2 separate regions of the Nomascus leucogenys genome follow, and region 2 is linked to region 1. Evidence: chromatin contacts called from public Hi-C data. All regions are on one chromosome and are shown on one strand. The core of a region is the stretch at or near the end of the contact, and the rest is flanking DNA. Distances in the headings are between cores, read along the strand shown.

Region 1 (7,386 bases), core at 2,773-5,272:
CACACGTTTCACACTGAAGATTTCCAGATGACCTGTATGATATTCTGGAAACTTTATTCCCATCCCCAACACACTTCTCAACAGTACTGATTCTCTCGGGTCATTTCTGAATGTAGCCTATTTCCAAGAACAAGTAAGAAATCACAAATACTAGGTTGCTGAAGGAAACAAGAGCAGTGCGTTGAGAAGGGGATGACCGGTTCTTCAGATGATACGCTATGAAACAGATCAGACAAGTCTACAACACAATTTGGGGTGGATTTTTTTCCCTTATGTGATCCCTTTTGGATTTTTGGCTTACTTGTTTTTCCTAGCCAGCCCCCCTAGTTAAAGGGTGGCTTGGGACGTTGAACCTCAAGGTTTCCTGATGGAGCCCAGAAGAAGGTACAATATTTTCCAGGTTATGGTGAATTGTGCATATATACCATTCGTTCCCATAGTCCACTTCTCAGCATTGTCGAAATGTGTATCTCCTCCCAGGCCTTCTCCAGGAGCAAATGCATGGGCTAGAGTCCCCCGAGGCCCATCGAATGGATAGGAATCCCCGTGATCTAAACAAGTGGGGAGAAAGGCCAACAGGATTGAGTCCTTCAAGCAATTTTGAGGGGCACATCATATTACAGAAAAGGGACATTTTGAATAGCATTGAGACTTAAATTTACTTTTCAGTATTTATTTGTTATAATGGGAAGTTCATTTGTCAATGAGTAACTGCCCATTGAAAAATAAAAAAGGCTAATTCATACCGCAAAGATAGTAAGCATTAACAATAAAAAAACACCATTTTTGTGTTATTGTTGCTATCACGACATCTGTTAACTGACACACAGGATACTGTGGAACTTTGCATGCGCCATAGATTACAAGAGGAGAATGAACGGGGCGGGGGGGGCATTCAATAGCAAAACCTACTCCACTGATGGAATGTGAACCTGTTAGCGGAATGACCTTTCAAACTTGATTCAGCTGAGACAGTGATAGTGAATTGAACAAGTGTGTGCTTTCTGTTTCTATAGCACAATACAGTTTAAGGAAGTGTCAAAAATCTCTCTGTAATTTTGACATACTTTCATGTGGAAAACATATGAAAGTCGTAAAGGTATTTATAAAATCCTAACTTTTAAAGCTTTTTTAAGTTTTTGTTTAATTATCTATTTCAATTAACAATTCATTACAAATTTAATAGAAAAGGAGGAGGAAGAACAAAATGAGGGATATAGTTTACCACTTAAAAAAATCTTAGTAAGGATACGCAGTTTTAGTTTGTTTTTTTTTTTTAAGGCCAACAGAACAAAGTTCTGGTATGCCATTTCTCAGGTTTCAGTGAAATGCAGTCTACTCAGGTGCACACACCGAGGACTTCATGCAATGGCAGAACAGTCCCTGGTTGGCTTGTGTATTAGGGGACAGACTGCAAGCTTGAAAGATCAAGAGAGAGCCAGACATTCATTCCTTGGCCTTCAAAGCTACCCGAGTCACACTGCCCTCCCTGCCACTTCACCAGGGGTGGCCTTTGTCTTCTGGGAGGACTAGGACCTGCCCTGGGCCAGGTCACACCCAGGGCCATTTCTAAAGGCTCCATTCTCAGGACTTGCTTGATCTTCTCTCTCCTAGCTCCTAAGCATGTTTTCCCTCCAGTGACATCAGATTAAAATTAAGATCTGGACTTGAAATGACAAGGACACTTAGAAATGTTATCTGAGGAGGGGAATAGGTAGTAGCTTTCACCCTGACTATTAGGAAGCTGAGAAGGAAAAGAAATTCCATGAGCCGTTTGGCCCTCCCTTTAATCTATTTCCTAGACTTGCTTCCCTGAAAAGGGCTCAGAGCTCTCACCACTCCCTGCGCAAACTTACGCCTCTACTCCTTACCAGGGTGAGCAATGGAATGGAGAAGAAGTGGGAAAGCTGGAGGCAGACCTCTTGCATATCTCCCAAAAGGTGGTCTGCAAGTGTGGGCAAGACAGAAATGACACTTTCCTAACCATTGCTGCAGGGGGAAAGCTGCATCAAGGTCACTGTGGAAGGTATTTCCTTCAGTGAGGATTCACGGTGGGATATCCTTGGCTAATATAGAAGGGGGTATATAAGTGATAAACACTATCATGGGAATGGATGAGGTCATGTGGCTAACGGGAAAGCAAAATCTGCAAGAATTTGTCCCCTAGTGTGGCAAAGTCATAATGAAAGTTTGTTACAGTGAATCTACAGCTGTGTCTGATGATGACAAGACATGCTAAGAACTCCTTTGGTTCTATTTCCCGGCCAGATGAAGATCATGGCTTTGCCATGGTCTTGGCCTTGGCCCATCACAGCACTGCGTGAAGGAGGAGTGTGTGATCACTCGAATTAAAGATGTAAAAGGAACAGTACTGGGACAACTCTCCTTTGAATTAGTAGATGGAATCCAAGTACCACAATACCTCCATTTTCAAAAGATATCATAATATCCGCTTCTCCTGAGTTTATTCTGACAAAGCTCAGAGGGGCGGCGCTACTCCAGGCCTGCAAGGCCATCTCCACTGCTTTGTCCACCTCGACAGGACTCATGGAAGGTGTGTATTTAGATATTCTGTGAAAATGGAAGGAACATGTTTTCTTTTCAGTAACTGCTCCGAAGGAGGCAAGAATTATATGTTGTATTCAAAAAATGTTAAATATAAATCTACAATTTAGATTTTTCTCTGAAATAATAATTCTTATTTTGCTTTATTATATGTTAAATTTCTGCATATGAAACAACAAGACAAATGAAAGGGAGAGATGAGAGACAGTTGGGATAATCCGGTACTGAAACCATTTAGCTTTCATTGTTATTGTACTACCACCGACTTAAAAGAAAATTTGTGGCCGGGCGCAGTGGCTCACGTCTGTAATCCCAGCGCTTTGGAAGGCCGAGGTGGGAGGATCACTTGAGGTCAAGAGTTCGAGATCAGCCTAGCCAAGATGGTGAAACCCTGTCTCTACTAAAAATACAAAAATTAGTTGGGCATAGTGGTGCAAACCTGTAGTCCCAGTTACTTGGGAGGCTGAGGCAGAAGAATCAATTCAACCTGGGAAGTGGAGGTTGCAGTGAGCCGAGACTGGGTGACTGCACTCCAGCCTGGGTAACAGAGACTTCACTCAAAAATAATTAAATAAATAAGATAAATAAAACTTGTGAAATGTCACAGGTAGTAAGTAGTCAATTTTTCTTCAAGTCGTTTTCATTGAGAGAGGACCTCTTTTTCCCCAAAGGGACTGGATGTTTTCAATTATAAAAAATAGAAATGTGGAGTTTTGTGGTTTTGCTAATTCTTATTCAAAGCTCATCAGGATTTCCCCAGGGCTGTTGGGAAAGGTTTTTTTTCCCCTCAGAATAATGCATTCTATTCTTTTTTCTTTTTCTTTTCTTTCTTTCTTTCTTTTTTTTTTTTTTTTTTGAGATGGAGTTTTGCTCTTGTCGCCCAGGCTGGAGTGCAATGGCATGATCTCTGCTCACTGCAACCACTGCCTCCCAGGTTCAATTGATTCTCCTGCCTCAGCCTCCTGAGTAGCTGGGATTATAGGCGCCTGCCACCACGCCGGGCTAATTTTCATATTTTTGGTGGAGACAGGGTTTCATCATGTTGGCCAGGCTGATCTTGAACTGCTGACCTCAGGTGATCCACCCTCCTCAGCCTCCCAAAGTGCTCCGATTACAGGCGTGAGCCACTACCCCCAGCCCAAAATAATACACTCTTAAAGAGGAAGGGCTAGCTTTAAAAACGGAGGCTCACTGGAACTGAAAAAACGGTGAGCCTTTCAGCAATTACTGGTGTGACAATGACACCTGAAGGCAGAAAAATGTAGTGCTTTTTGGACTGTGGGTGGAGTCAGAGTTTGTGATTGTTAGAACTTTCTGCTCTGAAGCCCAGGGTCTGGGGATTTCTGGCAGCACACAAAGGAAAGTCAGGGAGGGCCACTTCTACCTGAGACCTTGGGCTGGGCTGGAATATGATGCAAAGTGAGAAGCTGTGTCTGTGAGAGCCAACCCCACGAGCAGGGACCGGCCCTGCTTTCTCTCTCTCTCTATAGCTCCTAGTCTAGTGCCTGGCACATAGCAGATGCTTAGCAATTGCTTGATAAATAAATGAATGAATTAAAGAATTAAATCTAGCTGTTTTAGGGCCCACTCAGTGGCTCTCGAAGTTTAGGACCTGTGATAATTACCTAGGAAGCTTGTTAAAAATACAGGTATGGTCCAGAAATCTGTGTTTTGAAAGGCATCTTAGGTTATTATAATGCAGATAGTGCAATTTCAATGAGAAGTCAACAGCAGTAATCCTAGGGTCCCAAATGAAAGGACTGTGCCCACAGAAAGGATAGCAAATAGCTCAATTCAGGACTTGAGAGGGAAGGAACAAGGAGCTCTTTAACCCCAGTAGTTGGGGCCAAAAGAAGAGACCTATAGATCTGAAGGGGGAAACCAGAAAGACCCTTAAAGGGATTATTTAATGCTTTCAAAATATGCCAAGCCCACTGCACAGTATGAGTCTGCAATTTATCACAACTAGGTAGACTTAGTACTTTGACATGCCCTCGCATTTTTGGTAAGTCAGCCATATCTTTGAGCTGACTGTGTGTGTTGGCCTGGAGAAGACAAGGAAGGAGAGAGGGATAGCACCAGAGAAGAAGAGAACGTGCAAAAATCCCCGACTCAGGGTCTGGAGCTTGATAAAGCAATAGTAATACTAGCTAATATTCTTTGAAGTCATACTATGTGCTGTTGCTGCATGCACTTTTTAATGTGGCATTTATCTAATCCTCACTACGATCCGTAAGACGAAGATCATCATCATCATCTACATGTTATGATTAGTCAGGTTTGAGCCCGGTTCTGTCTGACTCCAAAGCTTATGCATATAAGCACTATGCTGTATCTTTTTTCCTTTTGTAATTCTCTGGGTTATGTTGTAAGAAGTTATTCTGAAAGTCGGTAGCTACACAGGCAGAGTACTGTGATAGCATTTAGTGTCCTTTTTTCATGGGGAGGGGATGGTGGGGTGGTTGCAGAGCAAGACTGGATAGGCAATGTGTGTTTTGAGGGGTTTTTAAGACTGTCCAGCTTCTTGCAAGAATGTTATACTTCCCTAAGCATCACATTATCTTGAGCCATGCTTCTTGCCTTTGTTGTACATACTAAAATTCCAGAACACAGTTTACTTTAAGAAAACTATGAAAAGACTCTGTTGATGCATACACATTTTTCTTGCCTTATTCCTGCTATTTCAGAATCACTTTTGTGTTCAACTCCCTATGAGGTTTTTCTCCCCCAGTTGCTTTGATTTTTTTGTTGAGCCTGCCACCTTATGGGTTTATTGGCTGATGGCAGGTAACAAGTGGCCTAGGGGATTCATGACTGTTCCCTGTGTTCTGGCCCCTCATTTGATCAAATGGACTCACTGGTGTGCTGGAACAGTTTAACAAGTGGCTCTACAAGGAGAAAAAAAAAAACCCACTTGATTTGTATGACTTGCTGATTTCTGTGTTGTAAATATTCTCACTATGGCTAATTCAAGCTACCAATTTACCATCACTGAATGCCAGGTTGTGAAGAGATGAGCATGAATGAACCACCCAGATTATACAGGAGTACATAGCCTCATGAACAGAGAAAATAACAAAATGTAGTGAAATAGGAGGCAATATGTTTTTATTACCTTTGTTTTTAATATAATTTATTATATTAATGTAATTATTTAATATAGTGTATTTAATAAAATTTGTTAACTATACATATTAAATAATATAACATATAATAATAAATAATATATTTCATTATTATAAAATAATATATTTTAATAATATATTATTAATAAATAGTATTTTATTACTACAAAATAATATATTTTAATAATAAATAAATATAAATATGAAATAATATAATTATTTAATATAATATATTTAATATAATATAATTTATTTAATATAATTTAATATGTTTTATTTAATTGTAAATTTACATAATTTAACAATGGCTGTCTTAGCAACCAGCTCACAAAATTCTTGGGAGCTTAATAAGTGGCTGTAAAATTCCTGACATTTTAAGGATTGGCTTCTGTGAGCTATTAGGAGGCAGCTCTAGCACACCACTGCTTGGACTATTGCAGGAGTCCAGCCTTTCCCCATCTCCAGTTATCATCTAGATGTGCTCATCCTAAAAGCGAAATCTGATCCTGGTCCTGGCCTGGCTCTCCACTACCCTGGGGATAAAGTCCAAACTCCTTGACATCACGCTCTAGTTGCCCTTCAGGCTGCCCCTCCAGCTCATTTCTTTGCCATTGCCCTTCCTGCACCCTCTGCTGCAGCCGCATGCACTAGGCACTGGTGGTGGGAATGCTGCCCATCAACATACCAGTCTGTCCACTCTCTGCTGCTACATGCTTGCTCTGGTTTTCTTCTTAGGAAACTCCTTATATGTGCAAGGCCTGGGGCAGGACCACAAAGAGTGGAGGCCACTCTTCTTTTCTGACCTGCACCCATCTGTCATGCATGAGGCCCACGCAGGCAGGCACCATCCACCCCTACCTCAGGCTGAGGGGCAGGTACCATACATAGTTTGCCCTTGGTTGGACCAACCTGGGGAGGAAGTCTGCGCTGGCTCCCAGAATCAGGTCTGGCTCTGGGAGAGGGAATTCCAGACTCTGTACCCTGAGCACAGCAGGGAGGGACGGAGGTTCTGGTTGGGTGTGTCCCCTTAGTTTACAAGGGATGAAGCCAGAGGATTAGGGGAGGGAAGAAAGAGGGCAGGGAGGGAGTGAGGGGAGCTTCGGGCTAGGAGTGGAACTGCTTCTGCTTTGCCTTCGAATCAGGCTCAGATGTTACTGCTGGTCCCTGGGCCACTTGGTAGCTCTGTCAATGTGAACTGTGATCCCACAGTTCACTGCTTAGAGCTATGCTTTTACGCTTTTCACACAAAGCTACAGCTGTCTGTCTGCATGTCTGTCTCTCCTTAAAGGACTGTGAGTTCCCTAACGTCAAGAAAGTCGACCCCTTTACCTTTATATCCCTCAAATGGAATGCATTTCTTGAATCATCAATAAAAGATTTTTGGAATCAATGAAATAAATTACTTTATTAGTAGGTTATTTTTTTCTTTCTCATTAAGCAGGTTGTTTTAAGAAAACTGGTTTGTACTGCCAGGTCATTAATCCTAGACTAGATTAAAGATAATTGTGTTGTTTCTAACTGGTAAAATTGTTTGGAATGCCTAAAATAGCCAGTCATTATGACAATCCTAAGACCATATTTTCTGGTGAATTGCCCATTGTCATTGCCTGACAGATGCGTGTAAAAAGTTCTTATTCTTTCTTATGGTTGTGAGGTGTCAGGATTTTTATACAGATGAGAAAGAAGATATTTTTTC
Region 2 (6,914 bases), core at 3,505-6,004, 62 kb before region 1:
TGAAATAAGGAACCTCTGGATTGAAATCTCAAAATTTAGATGTGGGTAGGGTACTAACTTCCCTGGGCCTAATTTCTTACCTCAAACGTGTCAATATAGAAGGTCTAAAACTTTCTTATTTCTGGCCTCCCGGGTCTTAGTGATTTTTTTGATAGTGCCCTTAGGCCAGAAAAATGACCAACAATCCTGTTTATTAACAGTCCTGTTTATTTAGTTAGGTCTAAATCAACTTATTAAGTATGTCCCAACAACTTGGTAGCCATTTAAAAAATGAATACCCATAAATTAAAAGAAAAAGTAAATTTTAATTTTATTCTTAAATAGTCACAATTCCTTATGGATGGAATTTGTGTGCCTTTTGGATACCATACAATTTCTTGATTTTTGGAATAAGGTCAATTGATTTTCATTCAGTATTTGCTTTTTTTTTGGAGATGGAATCTTGCACTGTCACCTGGGTTGGAGTGCAGTGGCGTGATCTCGGCTCACTGCAACCTCTGCCTTCTGAGTTCAAGTGATTTTCCTGCCTCAACCTCCTCAGTAGCTGGGATTACAGGTGTCTGCCACCATACCCAGCTAATTTTTAGTAGAGATGGGGTTTCGCTATGTTGGCCAGGCTGGTCTCGAACTTCTGACCTCATAATCTGACCACCTTGGCCCCGCAAAGTGCTGGGATTACAGGCGTGAGCCGCCGCGCCCGGCCTCACAGTGTTTGCTTTTTATTACAGCAACAGCACAAAACCCAGCTTGGCAAAATTCAGTGATATCTAATGGAATATAACGTGATCTACTACTGAAATTGTGAACTACTTCGAGCAGTTTGTGAAGTGTCCAGCAAACATCGAGTGTCACTGTATTTCCCTTGAAAATTTGAAGTATTCTGTGAGTTCACATTTGCAGCTCAGGTTGTCTCAACATGCAGTTTGAGAACTGTGCATAGAATTGAGAAGATGTAAGTGCAGGGATGTTGGGAGAGTGAATGTTATAGTGATTAGGCAGTGCCTGATGCATCATAGGTGCCCAATAAAGCAGCTAGGGACATGTGCTTGTTGAAGGAAGGAGAAGGGGTGGGGAGGAGAAATGGAAAGAGAAGCGGACGGGAGGAGAAATGGAGGGAGCAAGGGTTAGAGGACTCAGAAAAATATGGCTCATAACTTGATCCAGCAAAGATTCCTCTGAAAAATAAAATCTCAATATGCTGAGAACAAGTCTTCTATGTATACCTCTTGCTGTTGCACTGACATGGGCTATGAGGTGGTACTGTCTCTTTGACACACACACACACACACACACACACACACACACACACACACACGCATGCGTGCACGCATGCAATAGGCAGGTAGTGCATTGGAAAGAACCTGGGAATTCTACCTCAGAAGATCTGAGGTGGTGGTTTCAGCTTTGCTGGTTGAGTAATCTGGGGGAAATTATATGGCCTCCCTGAGCCTCAAGTGAGAGCAGAGCAAGTTGGGGACACCTTCAACTTGTACAGTAGTTCATGGCAAACCAAGTGCTAACTGGCAACCAAGTGTCCAAGTGTCAGCCTCCAGGTCAGGGTGGTGATAAGGGAGAAGTGGTGACTGCATTCAGCTGGAGAGCTACGGCCATGCTGAGCGGGGCAGTTGCTACTCAGCTCTAATTGATCGTGATGGAATTGTCTGATTTTTCAAGAGATGTCAGAAAATGTTAATGCTGCATGAGAACCCTGATCTGTAAGTATCAACTAATTAAAACAAATACATTTTTAAAAGAACACTACTGTGTGGTCAAACACCATGCCTATATGTGTGTATGTATACACACACACACACACACACACACACACACACATGCATTTAGATTAACTTTCACCTAGGGACCACTCCTTTTCAATCCTGGAACCAGTCCAATCCCTTTACTTCTGTTTGGCAGAGGCCGCAGCAAACCTAGCGTATACGGCCCATGGATTGGACCATCTTTTGACAGCTCATTCTCTACACAACAAAGTTATTTCCTATAATAATCAGGAAGTTATTGGCTTGGTGGGATGGCCCATCATCTAATTGCAGCACTTTGGGAGGCTGAGGTGGGAGGATTGCTTGAGACCAGAACTTCGATAGCAGCCTGGGCAACATAGGGAGACCCCATCTCTACTAAAAATACAAAAATTAGACAGAGCAAGACCCTGTCTCAAAAAATATATATAAACTGAAAAAGAATGCAGAAAGCAAAATTTTCAGTTACTGAACATTTTATAGATAAGCATGCTAGGAAAACAAATAGAAAATAAAATACATATTCAAGTACAAAAGGGAAAATTATATTAATGTTGAAAAAAGGAAAAAATGTATGCCCCCTAGCAATCATCATAGTAATAAATAATGTTACAGTTTTTATTTTTGAGTCTGAATTTCATCATAATTGATCTTTACATATTTATGTTAAACAGTGTATCTATTTAGACTCATGGTTAATTGAAGAACACACTTTTTATTAATTTTAATTTTGAAAAGTTTCTTCACATGGAATAAGTAATATATAAATAATTAAGAAAAGTCTTTAACATAAGATTAAATTTGTCAAAGTCGTAATAAATCCCACTGTGCCTCAATTCTGGAAATTACAATGCTATCATGCAATTTTCGTGTATCTCTACAATTGAAAAATTTTAAATACAAATAAAAGCTCTATGTGTCACAGACAATGGCAAAATTGGTGAAATTCAAGATCTGTTTTCCCATCTTTATAATCCCATGCTTCTATTGTTAATTTTGAATCAACTGTTTAAATGCAGGCATGTGTAGTGCACAGGAATTGGCAGAACAAATTGTGCCAGAGCGAACAGAAGCCATTACGGTCACACATTCAAAGGATGTGTGTGCAGCTCAGTCCTCATTTGTCCGAGGCTAACTGAACACCTAGAAGTCCTCCAAACTAACTTCCATGTGGGACACAATATCTACTAAGTGATAAATATGTGCTAGTTTGAAATATACATATATATTAGCAAAATTCAACAGTCACTTCAGCATTTGTTTAGAGCATAGACCTATATGCGATTAGTGGGGAAGGAAGATTTTGTCGATGATATTGTTTAGAATTTCTGGCACATGGTGATTATAAAATGCAGACTGAGTTTTAGTCCATCTGAAAAGATGCAGCAAGTCATCCAAGAACACAGAGCTTATCTCCTCCTTATCAGCAGGAGACCTGGACTAAAACCCAGATTTCTTATTACCTGGCACCAAGTAACAAGATGGATAGCACCACCACATGGGGCAGGTCCTTAGGGATTTCGATGCAACATAAAAATACAAATTATTCTAATATTATACCAATTATTAAATGATTGCTTTTGATGAACTAGACATTGTGCTAAGATCTTTATCTAGATTATCTCAATTCTCATAACATTAATTCTATAATTATTATTCCCATTTTGCAGTTGGGAAAACTGAGGCTTAGATAAGTAAATAATTTGTTCCAAATCACATAGCTCTTACTGGCCTGATTACAGACCCCATAGCCAGTGACGTATTAATAAGGTGTGTATCATCGGAAAGGTAAAGGAGGACAAATAACAGAACCACATAACTAACTGCCTAACGTTGTGAGCTCCTGCTGTAGCCACTGCCACCTTCCGCCAGTCTCCACCCATCTAGCAATTCGCCTTTTTACTTTTGGGTTCTAGGAACATACGCTGGGTCTGAGTTTTAGAATTCTATTTGAGAAGCTGTGGGATCACAGACATGTTATTTAACTTTCACTGCCTGATGAATGATGCAAGAAAGTGGGACAGATGTCATCAAGGGCCCTTCTGGGAGTGAAGCATGAATCCCTTAGAATAGCACGTTGACCATAGCAGCTCTAATGGAGTCCAGAGAACATGTAGGCAGCTCTCTTAAGCTGCAAAATCCTGCTTGTGTCTGGAGTTTTCACAGATAACCAGGGAGACTTTGAAGCTGCTTTGTCTCAGGCATGTGGTGCTTGGTCACAATGCATTGCTTAGCAGTCTACATCCCCTGTACACTGACGCTTTCTTCTCACCTCTCAATTGATATTATTCTCACTCATGGCTATAACAGTTAGGCTGGAAATCCTGCCCTTCCTTCACAGTGTTACCCATGAAAGAGGATAAAACAAGAGCCTTAGCCCCTGTGTTTGCCTCCCAGGAGACGGGGAGACTAAAGTGCTAACTATTCTCCTTCTACCTACGAACTACTGGGAGGGGAAAGCATAGGTACTTTTACCAAGAAGCTAAGAAACTAGAACTGGAAACTTTGAAGCTGTTAAAAAAATAATAATTTCAGAGATCCAGGCTACCACTGAATTTGGAAGACTAGAGTGAACAGTTTTCTCTTGAGAATATAATTTATGGCATTTTGGGATCATGAAAGTCATGATTCAGGAAATAGGAAATGGAGGCAAAGGAAGTAAAATTGATTGATGTAATAAAGCAATAGGCCTTTTCTCTTCTTCACAGTGGTCCCAAGGAGTATTACAGGGTCACTGAATGTGGAGAATTAGGAAAAGGGAGAAGAGATGCAAGAGGAGAGAAAAGAGGCCACAGCAACTGTGAGGGACTAGGGCCCACGAAGAGAAACAGGAGCAAACAATATTGAGATGAGAACGGCCAGGCAAGGTTACAAGAGTGAGGTCTGATACTCATTTGTAAATGGTTTCCTCTCCTCTGCTCTGATCTCCCTCTTAAACCTGCTGCCCTCATCAACATGCTGAAGAGGTGAGATGGAATTGAGGAGGAGCTGTGTCCACATTGAAGAACTCCAGACTCAGGAAGGGTGACAAGCACAGACAATCATGACAATGCTCAGGGGTGGAGCTTGGAGAGGAGATGATGTACACAATGGAGAGAATGCAGGCATCCCCCTAACGGCAGGGTTCTCAGAAGGATTTGGGTGCTGGTGTTGCTTTGGCAGGAAGGGGATAACTAGAGAAGCAGTCAGGATGGGGGATTTCGTCATTGTATTTGAATGTTAGAGAAATGTGTGGCCTCAAAGGTGGAAATTTGGAGACACTTGAGCTAAAATGTAATGCTTTAAGCTGGCTCAGGTAAGTGTCCACCAAAAAGTAAGGCCAGGCCCTGTCTTGGATCTCAAAGAGGGAGATTGAGTTTCCCAGGGTTTTCTTCCCTCAAGGGAGGTCCAAATATTTTAAGAGGGGAAAACCGATGATCTGTGCACAGAAACACTCCACTTGTGGGTTGTGGAAGGTGGTTAGACAGCTGGAGGTTCAGGGCATCCTTCCAGGAGTTTACCTTAGGTCTGCAAGGCGAGGCTTATCAAAGAGACTGCCGGCATTTTAAGAGGAATTCCCATCAGAGTGGTGACAAGCACCAGCGGAATGAGGAAGAAAGGAAAAAATCCCACTCAGAAACAATAAACAGCAAAAGAAGGAGTTCCAAGGAGAGATAACTGAGTAGTGTTCTCCCCTGGGAAAGGCGAAGTATCTGGAAAAATCACTGCTTCATTTAAGACCCTGGGGTCTTTATTATTCTGGGGAGAGCTCCAGAAAAATTAGACAACTCACTGCTAAGGATGACATCTCTGCACGAGGCTGGAAATGCAGAGGGCAGCGTGAACCAAATGCATAGAGCTCTTGACCTTGCTTGCGTATTCTTTACCTCCTGGCCTGCCTGGGCCATCCTTTCCCTCCTTCCAAATTGCCTATCTTTCTCCCCTTGCTAACTCCATCTGGAAGCCTCTTCTCCTCATCAGCCCTGTGCAGTGCTGGTGGTTAACTTATGCACAAGATGAAATGCTGCTCTTCCTTTAGTGAGCTATGATGGTTATTTTTCACATGTGTTTTCTCTGTGGCTATAATTGCATTGAAATCTGTCTCAGGGGAGGCTTAATGGCTAAGAGCATTGGACATGGGTTCAAATCCTGGCTTGCCTCTTTTTAGTAAATGACAGGGGCAGGTTCACTTAATCTGAAAATGGAGAAAACAGTAATACTCACCTCACTGAACTGTTGTGAAGATTAAATGAAACAACACACGTAAGGCACTTAGTGGCTGGCATATAATAAAAGCTCAATAAAAAAGATCATCCAGTAGAACTCAATAAAGACTCTCACACACTGCTGTTGGGAGTGTACATGAGAACGACTGCTTTTGAAAACAATTTAGTGGTATATATTAAAGCTGAACATATACATAGATTATGGCGGAACAATTCCACTTCCATATACTCTTAGGCCTTTACTTTCCCAAATGCATGCATATTAATTATCTAATAATAAATCACTCCAAAACGTAGTAGCCAAAACAGCATTTATTATTGCAGGTTCTGTGGGTCAGGAGTTCCGGTGTGGATGAGCTGGGTCTTCTGTCTCAGGATATTTCACAAGGCTGCAGGCAGCCAGGGCTGTGGTCACCTCAAGGCCTGCTTGGGGAAAAATCCACTTCCAAGCTTACCAGTGAAGTTGCTGGCAGGATTCAGCTCTTCATGAGTTGTTGGAATGATGACCTCAGGTCCTCACAGAAGTCTGTCCTCAATTCCTCGCCACTGAGCCTCTCCATAGGGCAGCTCAAAACAAGGCAGTGGCTTCATCAGAGAAAGCAAGGAAGAAGAGTGAGAGTGAGAATGAGCAAGAGAGAGAGAGAGAGATCCCCAGCAAGACCAAGGTCACGGCCTTTAATAACTAATCTTGGAGAGCAACGCTCCATCATGTTTGCCATATTCTGTTTGTTATGAATCACTACATCCACTTCACACACAAGGGTGGGGATTACATAGGACAAGAATAGCCAAAGGAAGGAACCATTAACTGTTTTAGAAGCTCTCTACCACATGGAGTTTCAATAATAGATACAAGAATATTCATAGTTGCACTGTTTGCAATAGTTAAAGCAGGGAAACAACCCGATGTCCATTAGCAATAGAATGGACAAATCAATTGTAATATATTCAT

Evidence for each region. A called contact is a pair of places that touch in the nucleus more often than the background predicts.
Region 2: a Hi-C map of a lymphoblastoid cell line shows a contact between it and region 1, with 2.7 times the contacts expected there. The contact joins two enhancer-like sites. A contact is called at or near these places in 2 of 4 Hi-C or Micro-C datasets (a lymphoblastoid cell line and an unstated tissue).

The regions. Positions count from the first base shown.
Region 1 is chr15:32,226,882-32,234,267 of Asia_NLE_v1, reverse strand. It overlaps MMP20 (matrix metalloproteinase-20), which reads right to left. Exons shown (of 10, transcript XM_003253046.3): 3 at 2,423-2,571; 4 at 426-551. Among named protein-coding and RNA genes, the nearest start is that of MMP20, 10 kb to the right of the region's middle. Within about 2 kb of position 4,022, the one cell type or tissue checked has an H3K27ac peak away from gene starts, as active enhancers do. A contact at or near this core is called in a lymphoblastoid cell line, where this site is marked.
Region 2 is chr15:32,289,946-32,296,859 of Asia_NLE_v1, reverse strand. No RefSeq gene overlaps it. Among named protein-coding and RNA genes, the nearest start is that of MMP7, 16 kb to the left of the region's middle. Within about 2 kb of position 4,754, the one cell type or tissue checked has an H3K27ac peak away from gene starts, as active enhancers do. A contact at or near this core is called in a lymphoblastoid cell line, where this site is marked.